Linked DNA regions of Mus musculus: regions 1 and 2 are each linked to region 3. A link is a contact called in public promoter capture Hi-C data. All regions are on one chromosome and are shown on one strand. Each heading gives the region's core, a stretch centred on a gene start, on an enhancer-like site or on the middle of the called end of the contact. The rest is flanking DNA. Distances are from core to core; before and after follow the strand shown. Region 1 holds the start of 4931428L18Rik (RIKEN cDNA 4931428L18 gene). Region 2 has its middle 120 kb from the start of Gm24732. Region 3 holds the start of Khdrbs2 (KH domain containing, RNA binding, signal transduction associated 2).

What was found. Promoter capture Hi-C pulls out the DNA fragments that hold promoters and counts their contacts.
Region 1: a contact with region 3 is called in a promoter capture Hi-C map of liver, with 2.7 times the contacts expected there. The contact joins the promoter of 4931428L18Rik here to the promoter of Khdrbs2 in region 3. A contact is called at or near these places in 18 of 39 promoter capture datasets (the 3T3-L1 cell line, 3T3-L1-derived adipocytes, the C10 cell line and 12 more), 1 of 15 datasets of contacts at CTCF or cohesin (large pre-B cells), 11 of 484 Hi-C or Micro-C datasets (cerebellar granule neurons, cerebellum, cerebral cortex and 7 more), 6 of 115 datasets of contacts at active chromatin or transcription factors (astrocytes, embryonic basal ganglia, embryonic forebrain and 3 more) and 1 of 9 other capture datasets (embryonic stem cells).
Region 2: a promoter capture Hi-C map of hippocampal neurons shows a contact between it and region 3, with 4 times the contacts expected there. The contact joins the enhancer-like site here to the promoter of Khdrbs2 in region 3. A contact is called at or near these places in 5 of 39 promoter capture datasets (the C10 cell line, embryonic stem cells, hippocampal neurons and 1 more), 6 of 484 Hi-C or Micro-C datasets (the HL-1 cell line, cortical neurons, embryonic stem cells and 2 more), 1 of 115 datasets of contacts at active chromatin or transcription factors (stem cell-derived neural progenitor cells) and 1 of 9 other capture datasets (embryonic stem cells).

What each region holds. Positions count from the first base shown.
Region 1 is chr1:31,220,804-31,224,235 of GRCm38.p6, forward strand. 4931428L18Rik (RIKEN cDNA 4931428L18 gene) reads right to left here and starts at 1,853. Exons shown (of 3, transcript NR_033445.1): 1 at 1,673-1,853. Dnaaf6 (dynein axonemal assembly factor 6) reads left to right here and starts at 2,036. Exons shown (of 1, transcript NM_029062.2): 1 at 2,036-3,432. The coding sequence starts at 2,136. The coding sequence ends at 2,792.
Region 2 is chr1:32,687,490-32,690,837 of GRCm38.p6, forward strand. It overlaps a transcript of Khdrbs2 not described here. Among named protein-coding and RNA genes, the nearest start is that of Gm24732, 120 kb to the left of the region's middle. Within about 2 kb of position 1,547, at least 2 of the 459 cell types and tissues checked have an H3K27ac peak or open chromatin away from gene starts, as enhancers often do. A contact at or near this core is called in hippocampal neurons, where this site is marked.
Region 3 is chr1:32,170,771-32,173,975 of GRCm38.p6, forward strand. It overlaps Khdrbs2 (KH domain containing, RNA binding, signal transduction associated 2), which reads left to right and starts at 1,952. Exons shown (of 9, transcript NM_133235.3): 1 at 1,952-2,238. The coding sequence starts at 2,148.

The DNA.
Region 1 (3,432 bases), core at 603-3,102, 950 kb before region 3:
AAAGTTCTGCGGGCTGCACTGTGACAGGTCTGCACCTTTTCCAATAACCTCTTCTGAGCTCTCTTTGGGGACTCTGGCTATTCTACAGGGTGTTAAGCCTCAATTTTCTCCCATGACATCTGTAATCCTGGGCTTCACTGTACCTGAGGCTGCACCTTCACCAAGGGCCTTGCCAGGCTCCAAGCCTCAGCTGTTCTCCATGGCTCCTTCATTCCTTTTAAACCAGCACCACCTGGGAAACTCTTACACATTACAAAGTTTGGCTGGCAGCAAATGCACATACAGCCTGAATCCCATCTGGATCATAGCTTCTGTATGCCAAACTTGAGGAAACCCTTTTCAGAAAATTTTACCTCAACAATGCTAGTCTCTTCTTAATCTCAATAGACTCTTCAGATCCCAGGTGATTAAAGAACCACAGATCTTTAATTTAAAATATCACCCAAACAAGTCCGGTAGTTTTTATTGCAATTGATTGATTGATTGATTGATTGATTGATTGAGGCAGGTTTTCTTTGTGTAGCCCTGGCTCTCCTGGAACTCACACAGTAAAAGAGGCTGGCTATGAACTCAGAGATCCGCTTGTTTCTGCTTCCTGAGTGCTGGGACTAAACGCATGCACCACCTCACCTGGCCCTTGTAGTCTTTATATCCTTGTGAAACTCACAAACCAAGTCTGCACTGCCTACATAGCTCTCAGCCTTCTTATCTTCCAAGCTCCCATAGAATAATAGCTTATTGAGCTCTGAGCACCAATGGCTATTCTGTCCATTTTTTCCACACCCCTCCCCAACTGCAAACAATATGGTTAGGTGTATTCCACAGCAATATCCCACAGTCTGGCTAGTATTTTTCATCTTAATTATGATTCATATGGTTGTGATCAAGCATCATGTCCAAAAGCAAATGGGTGGGAAAAAAAGCTTATTCTAGCTCACAACTTTCAGATCACACTCCATCACTGAGACAACTCAGAGCAAGAACTCAAGGCAAGAACATGGAGGCAGGAATTGAAGTACAAGCCATGGAGGAGGGCTGCTTACTGCCTAGACCCCCAAGGCTTCCTTAGCCTTCTTTGTTACCTTCTTTGTTATGTAATCCAGGACCACCTGCCCAGGGGTAGTACTGCCTACTGAGGGCTGGCCCTCCCACATCAATCATTGAGAAAGTGTCCTCCATTTTTGCCTATAGGCCACTTTTATTTTCTCACTTATAATTCACTCTTCCTGGGCTGGAGAGATGGCTGTGTAATCAAAAGCTAGTCGAAACACAAGATTCTTTCTTCCCACCTAGATCTTGGTTAGGTATATGTCAGGTTGGCACAAGTAAAGTAGCGGAGTAGTGTTTTGTCTTCATGTATGTCTGCATACCACATGTGTACCTGGTGCTCACTGAGGTCAGAAAAAGATGCCCCGCAACTGAATTACAGAGTTATAAGCGTCTATGTGGGTGCTGAGAAATAAACCCCAGTTCTCTGGAAGAGCACTGAACGTTAAGTGCTGAGCCACCACTCAACTCCCTCCCAAATAAAAATAAAATACTTTAGAAAAGGAATAGAAACCCACTCAGGTTTTAAAAATGATGCTTAGGAGGAGTGGGGGCGGAGTGGAGGAGGGGGAGAAAAGCTCACTGCAAAAAGCTTGCAGGACAAATGGTAACATCCTGCTCTTACCTCTGTGGCTGAGCCAGCTGGGTATCTGGTCTTCAAAGTAAAGGCAGAGGTGGGGAGAGGCAGTCTGAGAGAAGCGGGAGGACCCGGACTACCGCAGAGAAGCTGTGAACTCTCAGGAGCTAGCATGATGGATCCCACAGCCTAACCCAGGTCGATCTACTTAACTAGAAATGGCAGCCATAGACCCTGAACGGGACGAGCTGGGATTGGCTGCTGCTGGTATTGTTTCAAAGGAGACTCTCCTGTGATTGGCTAGCAGAGTCAAGCAGGAACTAGAGGTGGAAAAGGGAAGTTCAACAAAGTTGTTACCCAGGCAACAGAGCAACGCACAGCGAGTGGCAGTTTATTTTCGGCTCCTAGGCTGTGAACAGCACTGACCAAGCACCTGGGATCCAATTCAGACCTTCTTCCACATTTAGCAAGCACTCTACCCTTGAGGTACACTCTTATCTATATTTGAATAATGGAATCAGAAAATGCTGAAGCTGAGAATGTGGTAACAGGGAATTTGGAAGCAAAGAGCAAGGAAGGTAAAAATATGCAATTTGTGACATTGTCTTCTGCCTGGTCCCTTCAAGCACTATCCAGTCTCCTCAATCCCGAAGAAGAGGATGGTTTTGATTTTGAACAGGGGCAATGCTCATTTACTATTGGAGCCATGGGCCCTGGGAATATTGGACCACCTAAAGCAAAAGAGTCCAAAGCTATTCCTGAACCCAGGAGTGATGAAAGTGAGAACATCTGGAATCCAGAAGAGGTTCCAGAAGGAGCAGAGCATGATGATATATGGGATGTTCGTGAAATTCCAGATTATGAGATTGTATTCCAACAAACTGTGGGAACTGAGGACGTATACCTAGGATTAACAAGAAAGGATCCTTCAACGGCATGCTGCCAGGAGCTGGTGGTGAAAATTAAACTGCCCAATACAAACCCTTCTGAAATTCAAATTGATATCCAAGAAATGCTCCTTGATCTTCGCACTCCTAGAAAGAAGCTGTTAGTAAACTTTCCCCAGCCCGTGGAACGGAACAGTGCTAGAGCATCCTATATCTGGGAAGCTGAAACACTTGAAGTCAGGATGACCGTCCAAAGGGATTTGGATTTTAATATTTCCTGAAACTGTATGAATAAGAAGAGATAGAAAGAAATCATGACAAGAACATTTTTTTTTCTACCTTTGAATACTGGTTGTTTATGTTCTCCCCCCACCCCCGACATATTTTAGAAAGGTTCAGAATTTTAGTGGTGTTTTGATCAAATATAGTCAATTCTATTACTGTTATGACATATGGTTGTTTCATACAATAAGGTGCTGTTCCATTTCTATAGTGAGAGCTGAATAAAATATTTTCAGGTTAACCATCTAGGTTATTACATGGTCAATCACACAGCAGAGCTATGACCATGAAATAAGTGATTCACTTAAATCAGCAGTCTGAAGAACTTCAGCTAACTAATTACATTACCATACAATCTGCTACATAGGGATTTGTCATTATTGTCACCAGAAAAATTCATTTGGTTGCTTTTTCATTGATTTTAACATGATTTAGGATGTTTTCAATCTAGGGCTTCAATATTGTTCTGGAACATATAAGTAAGAAAGGACTATAAATAATTTGCTGTGTCCTGTGAGACACATGTTTATTTGAAAAAGTAATATTTATAGATATATGTGTAGATTCATTTTCTCTTGTTTCTATCTTCCTAACTGTACATTATTATTTTTATAAATTTTCCGTGTTCCTTGTATTTTC
Region 2 (3,348 bases), core at 297-2,796, 520 kb after region 3:
CCTGGAGGAATCTCAGGGTCCTTTCTGAAATAGGGAGAAAGTGATAAGAGGCAGGAACTAGAAGAAAGAATACAGATGGAGAAAGGCCATGATGATCTGATGAGAGAACGCTTTGATTTATCATTCATACAGTATGTCAGTCACTTTGTAAGGCACGGAAAATGAATTCCAGGTGAGACAATTTTAATTTACAGTTCTTTGGAATTAGGAAATGAGCAAGTAAAACCTAAAAGAAGGAGCCTAGGCAGAACCTATTGTCACAGCACTAGGCCACTGGGAACCTCAACTTAAGGCCACTTGAGGTCCTGGCTAGTTCTCTCCATTGGTTTGGATCCATTTGACTGGGATCTAAAATAGAAAGTCTACTTTAAAAAGTAGCCAACCACCCTAAAGTATTATTCCATAAGCTCTCAAGACATGTGAAACTAAGGATTGAATGAAACTTCACAACTTCAAAAAGCTCAACAGAATATTTGTATTTAAGTTGGCTGCCAAGTAGACTAGCTCAAAGGTTGGCTCTCCTGGTCTCTGAAATGGCTGGCACTGTATCACCTTCCTTTCTTTCCAACCTCATCCTACACAGGAATCATCATCATCAGAGCAAAACACTTGGAGAAAAGCATGTTTGTACAATCCTTTATGAGTAGTGATTAAATGATGTCATAGCTAAAACAGGTCATTCACACTGGGTCACATGAAACAGTTGAGAACACAATGAATTTCTGTATTAAGGATACATCCTTTGTGTGATAGCTCCTGTTAGTCATCAACTTGTTAGTTGTCAGGTGTGACCCTGACACACCTGGGAATCTCAATTAAGGAATTACCTCCCTCAGATAGGTCTGTGACCATGTCTGTGGGACATTTTCTTGATAACTCATAGATGTAAGAGGAAAGGGAACAGCAAACTTGTTGTAAATCCTATCCCTGGGTAAATTGGCCTGGGGTGTGTAAGAAAGATAGCTGAGCAAGCTAAACATGTGTCTCTATAATTAGGAATATTGCTGGATGACTAAATATATAAACAAGTCACTGCTTAGGAGAAATTGTGTTTGGTTAAAATGCTTTGGTACAAATCTTTCACTGACTGTCAGCTAACAGTGAAGAGAAGACCTCTGCCTCAGCCTCTCCTTCCTTGAAATAATAATAAAACAATATGCCCCTTTATTATGCTTTTCCTGCTGAAAATATATATTTAACAAGCTAGGATTCTTTTGCCCTTTTAGAATGTTCCTGGAACAAAGAAAGTGCTTGGTGAGTGTGATCTGGCCTACAAGCAGCAGATTAGACTGTATAACTAACTTTGGAGTCCTCCAAAGATTGCCCAGTATCAGTGTAATTTTCCAGGCTGAGCTTTTCTGTCTAGAAACCAATTCCCCCTTTTCACAAGTTTTGTAGAAACCCGTGATAAAAGCCCATCAAAACAGTTTGAAATACATAAAGCACTGTGTCAATGAAAGGTACAGTAATTATCCTAAAGGCATCGTCTGGGGTTCTGCTTATACTGCATTTTTTCCATGAGCATCAGATTTTTCTCCAGGCAGTTACTATTGCTACAGAAACAAACACAGATGGTGCCCAAACTTCCTACTGACTCCTTCTCCTACTGGCAATAGCATTTATCAAAATACTGCAGGTCAGTATAAAGATTCAGAGAGAACCCCCCCCATCTCAGTGCCATGCAGCATGGTAATGTGGGCAAATAAGCCTCTGTTGACAAAGTCAAGGGGTTTCTGATGAATCAAATATGGTGGTAGCGTAAACAGAAATTCTTGCACACAGGTTAAGTTTGGGGGAAAAAAAGCAGCAATTTCTTTGAGAAGAAAAAGGTCACTTAGTCTTTTCTGGTGAGCATTTCTAGACAAATTGAAAACAGTTTCCTTGTGCATTTGTGGATTCATGGTATACATGCATCACTGTTCCCTCCTGGCCTCCCCAAGCAAAGCAAAGGGAGGGGAGGTTTGTTTTGCACATACTTACATTATAGGCAGACCTTCTAAGAGTGTAGGCTTCCTTTTCAAGACATCCACAGCTCAACTCTCTTCACTGGGTTTTGCAGTTTCCAGGTCTGTTTGCCCTTGAACTCAGTCTTTGTACTTCTTCTGGCTCAATAAGGAGGAAGCTATTCTCTGGGGCTCCTTTGCTGCAGTGCAGTCCCATCTAGTACAGCTGGCTTCTGCAAGTGGAGTCTCTGGAGACTAGAGATGAACAGGCAGAAGACAGAACATTTCTCTGAGCTGCCTTCTGTCTCCTTCCCACTCCTTCAGCATCTTCATCTCCTACCTCTTCCCTCTCAAGCTTAGCTAGACTCTGGTTCCCACCACACAGCATCCAGCTCCCCATGCTGCGATAGCCCTTTCCTGTTCTCCCCTAGTTTAGTTTTGTTATGGTTTACTCCGGGTTTATCCTATTTTATTTTTTTCTACTTCACAGCTTTTCTCTTGGCAATTATCAATTTCTTATTTTTCTCAGTACCTGAATTACAGTCCCATTCAAAGATTCCAAGTGAATCTTCATTGTGTAAATGGTCTCTGGGAGATTCCAGGTTGGACATGGGCCACCTGCTTTTACCAAATTCCTGGGAAAGAAAGACAGTTGGCAGCAGTCTCTGTCCTGTCATGACTACTCCAACTTTGGAGACACTTCCAGGTCAGGATCTCCTGCACCGTGTTCCCTTTAGCAACTCTTTTTTTTTATTAGGTATTTTCCTCATTTACATTTTCAATGCTATCCCAAAGGTCCCCCATACCCACCCCCCCAATCCCCTACCCACCCACTCCCCCTTTTTGGCCCTGGCATTCCCCTGTACTGGGGCATATAAAGTTTGCAAGTCCAATGGGCCTCTCTTTGCAGTGATGGCCGACTAGGCCATCTTTTGATACATATGCAGCTAAAGACAAGAGCTTATGAAATTCAAGAAGAACGAAGACCAAAGTGTGGACACTTTACCCTTTCTTAGAAATGGGAAAAAACACCCATAGAAGGAGTTACAGAGACAAAATTTGGAGCTGTGACAAAAGGATGGACCATCTAGTGACTGCCATATGCAGGGATCCATCCCATAATCAGCTCCCTTTAGCAATTTTTTGTTCAGTGACTGTGCCACCTGAGCACTGCCAGTGCTGTCTCAGAGGTGGGGCCAGAAAATACTGCCTTAGTTTCTGCTAACTTTAACGACAGAACACACCTAACTATTGCCTTTGATTGCTAACCTAGCCTCTTCCTCTTTTACACAGAGCAGCCCTCATATATGAAACAGGAGCTGACTTCTCTTATCAAAAGTTAGTGTTTCCCCTAGTAAATCACAAAGGACAACAAGGTTCCTAGACTTCCCTATAGGCAAGCAGC
Region 3 (3,205 bases), core at 702-3,201:
AACATATTCTGTAGAATATGTGCCTTATGCATCATTTGGATACTAATTGACTTGTGACATTTTTCTTAATAAACCACTTTTGAAATAATGGTACAATAAGCAAAATTGAATCTTAAATTGTCTTTCAGGACTAGAACTCAGGTTGAAAATCAATTAAGGTATGATTGAGTCTTCCTAGCATCAGAAGAGGGAAGCATATAAATAGTTATAATTTATTTATGTATAACCACACATATTCTATTCAACAATAATTTATTTATAGGTTATCAATTTATTTACATTTGTATTTATAAGATAAAATATTTAATGCACAGTTTTGATGGCCTCAAAATATATGAGTCAGGGGAGAACGCAGTGATTTGGAGTCACCTACTGGGAACATATGGATTTGAATGTGGATGAGGGCACCCCTCCAGGGTATTTGGGTTTTTGCCTTTGGTTGCTAATCCTCTGGAGGTGAATAATAAGAATATTGGTTTCTAAGGGTCAATATAGCTTATTTTTATTTTGTGATGTCCATTATGTACTAAATACACAAAGTACTCTACAGATTAGGATTATGTGTAGTCTAGTATTATTTCTGACATTTGTCATGTGTTTCTGGTTCTCTTTGTCATCACTCATTAGAAAGCATCCCCGTGAGAGAAAACACAACACAGTATGTCTATCTCATTTGGCAATTATTCAAGTCCAGTCTCTAGACCCTTTTCAATACTTTTAAACACTAATTGGATGTATGCACAGTCTAAAAGTGTCTAGCATATGGGAGAGTAGGGTAAACCCTGCTGTCTGAAGCTTCATACTACTTACATTTGAATTTTAGCCTCAGCTTTAGCATAGCTATGAGGTATATTACACCGACTACAGAAGCAAAACCTGGTATCTCTGGGTTGCTCAGTGTTTTTCTGAGCTGGAGTGAGTTATCTCATGGATGTGAAACATGTTAACTTTTTAAAATGTCATACAAAAATCAATATAACATCCTAATTTCACCTAAAATAAATACTTAGGTAACACTGTGGACAGAATAAGAGAAATTAGGAAACTCCCAGCAGGTTTTATATACTGGGAAAGTTGTCCCAGGTGAATGGGTGGTAGAAATATTGACAAGGGATTGTTTGGGAAAAGATAATTTTAAAGAAAGAATCATTTCATTTTAAGTAGACAAGGTACAGCTCAGGGGTCCCATCTGGAAGGGAAGGGTACCTCCCTTATCCCTCCTTCCTTGGCGATGATTCTTGTGGGTAAAATACTCATTTAAATAAAGGTGGGGCATATACAAAGTAGTTCAGCAGCATTCCCATGGCAGCGAAAGAGACCCTGATGTCTAAAATAGGAGAACATCAGAGCGACAGAAGTTAGGCATCATCTAGCTTCTTTCATTCACAATTCTCCCCGCTAAGTTTACACAGTGAGTGAATTTTGCACCATAAGAATGGGTGGATCCCTAGAACTAATTCTGTATCACGGGCAAGGTACACTGGAAGCGTTTTGCTCTACTACAGAATCCAGGCACTTCTTCATTTGTACATTAGTGGACATCCTTCTGCCCCAAGATATAGGTCATGGGAAACACAGCCCACATTTTGTCTCAGATTTCCAACCTTGCCCAAGAGTCTGCGATCATCCAGGGGAGAGACACCTGTGCCTTGGAGACCTAGGTGAAGTGCTCAGCCTCTGTGCTCATGGGGCACACATTCTTGCTCTCTCATCCTCGTGCCTGCCTGGCAGCCCGCACCCACTCCACAGCACTGGCCAGGCCTGAGAACACGGCGGGCTAAGGCGGCCAGGAGAGTGCGCTTGCACTTCGCACACCCCTCCCCTCCGCAGCAGCCTCCTGCCACTCAGGCGACTCGACTTGCGGCCCCGCCCAATGATAGTCCATAGTCTCCGCGTGCGCCCCGCCCTCGGACCCCGCTTCCAATAGGAAGCCGGCGGGGTTGGGCCGCACGGGCATCCTCTCCAGCTGAGGCCACGGCCGGAGCCTGGCTGGGGCGCGGGAGAGGCAGGTACCAGCGCGGTCTGCGCAGCCCCAGGCGCTAGAGCTGCGCTCTACGGTGGAAGAACGGTTCCCGGGGGAGCCAGGGACCAAGGCGTCGGAGCGGGCGGAAATTGCGCCTGACCGGGCACGGTCCGAAGTCCGCGCTATGGGAGAAGAGAAATACTTGCCTGAGCTGATGGCAGAGAAGGATAGCCTGGATCCATCTTTTGTGCACGCGTCGCGCCTTCTGGCGGAAGGTAGGACCGGCTGGGCTCCTGCCAGCCCCGGCAAGGCGAAGTTGGGGAGGGCAATCTCTCAGCTGGGCAGAAACTGTCCCTGAGAGCCCTTTCCTAATGCAGGAGGCACAGTGCTGGATGCCTGGCTCCTCGGAGGCTCAATTAGCCCTGAGGTCTAATGGCAGAGTGATGCGACCTGTTAGGGTCCTGGACAGGGAAACTAGCAAGTGTCAGGTGATCCACCGGGACCTTGTTACTTTGCAGAAGCCAGCAAAATCAGTTCAGGAGTAAATGCGATCCATGGAGTGTTCTGAGAGTATCTTGGTCACAGATTAACGTTATTATATATTTATTTATTTATAATATATATTTTTCCTTCTGCGTTTCAAAGTGATTTTGATAGCTTTTAATAGGTATTTTCCCTGGAAAGTCTTAGAATTATTCAACAATAAAGTATGCATGTTCGTATATTTATGTGAGCGTGGTAAGCAGAGGCTAAAGTGCTTATAAATGTAATCGAAACGTGATGATTGGGTACTATGCAAGATACTGGTCCCTAGGAACGCTCCATAATTGATCAACTGATTTTTAAACCAGGTGTGCGTTTTCTTTTGTGTACCTGTGATGTAGCAGAGATTCAGTTCCCAGAGGAACATCTATGTCTTGCCTTTTGCATTGCTTTGAAAGGTCGTTTGAAAAAAAAGGTACACATGAAAACTTCTCCGTCAGAAATATTAACCCAATATAGTTCCATATATGTGAAACAATGGTAGCAACTGAAGACATCCAGGATACCTGGTACCCTGCACTCTCCTATTTAACACAACTGCAGAATTTTTAGATGAATGTTTTATTAATAATGAAGTGCTTCATCATCAAACTGGCTAGAGTGTAGCTTTGTAGCCTGAGGTCTTACCCACTAGAAGAATCAGTGACATCTTTCTCTCAGCATGCCCCTCAGCATTAAGATACTTTTGAGATTTACTTG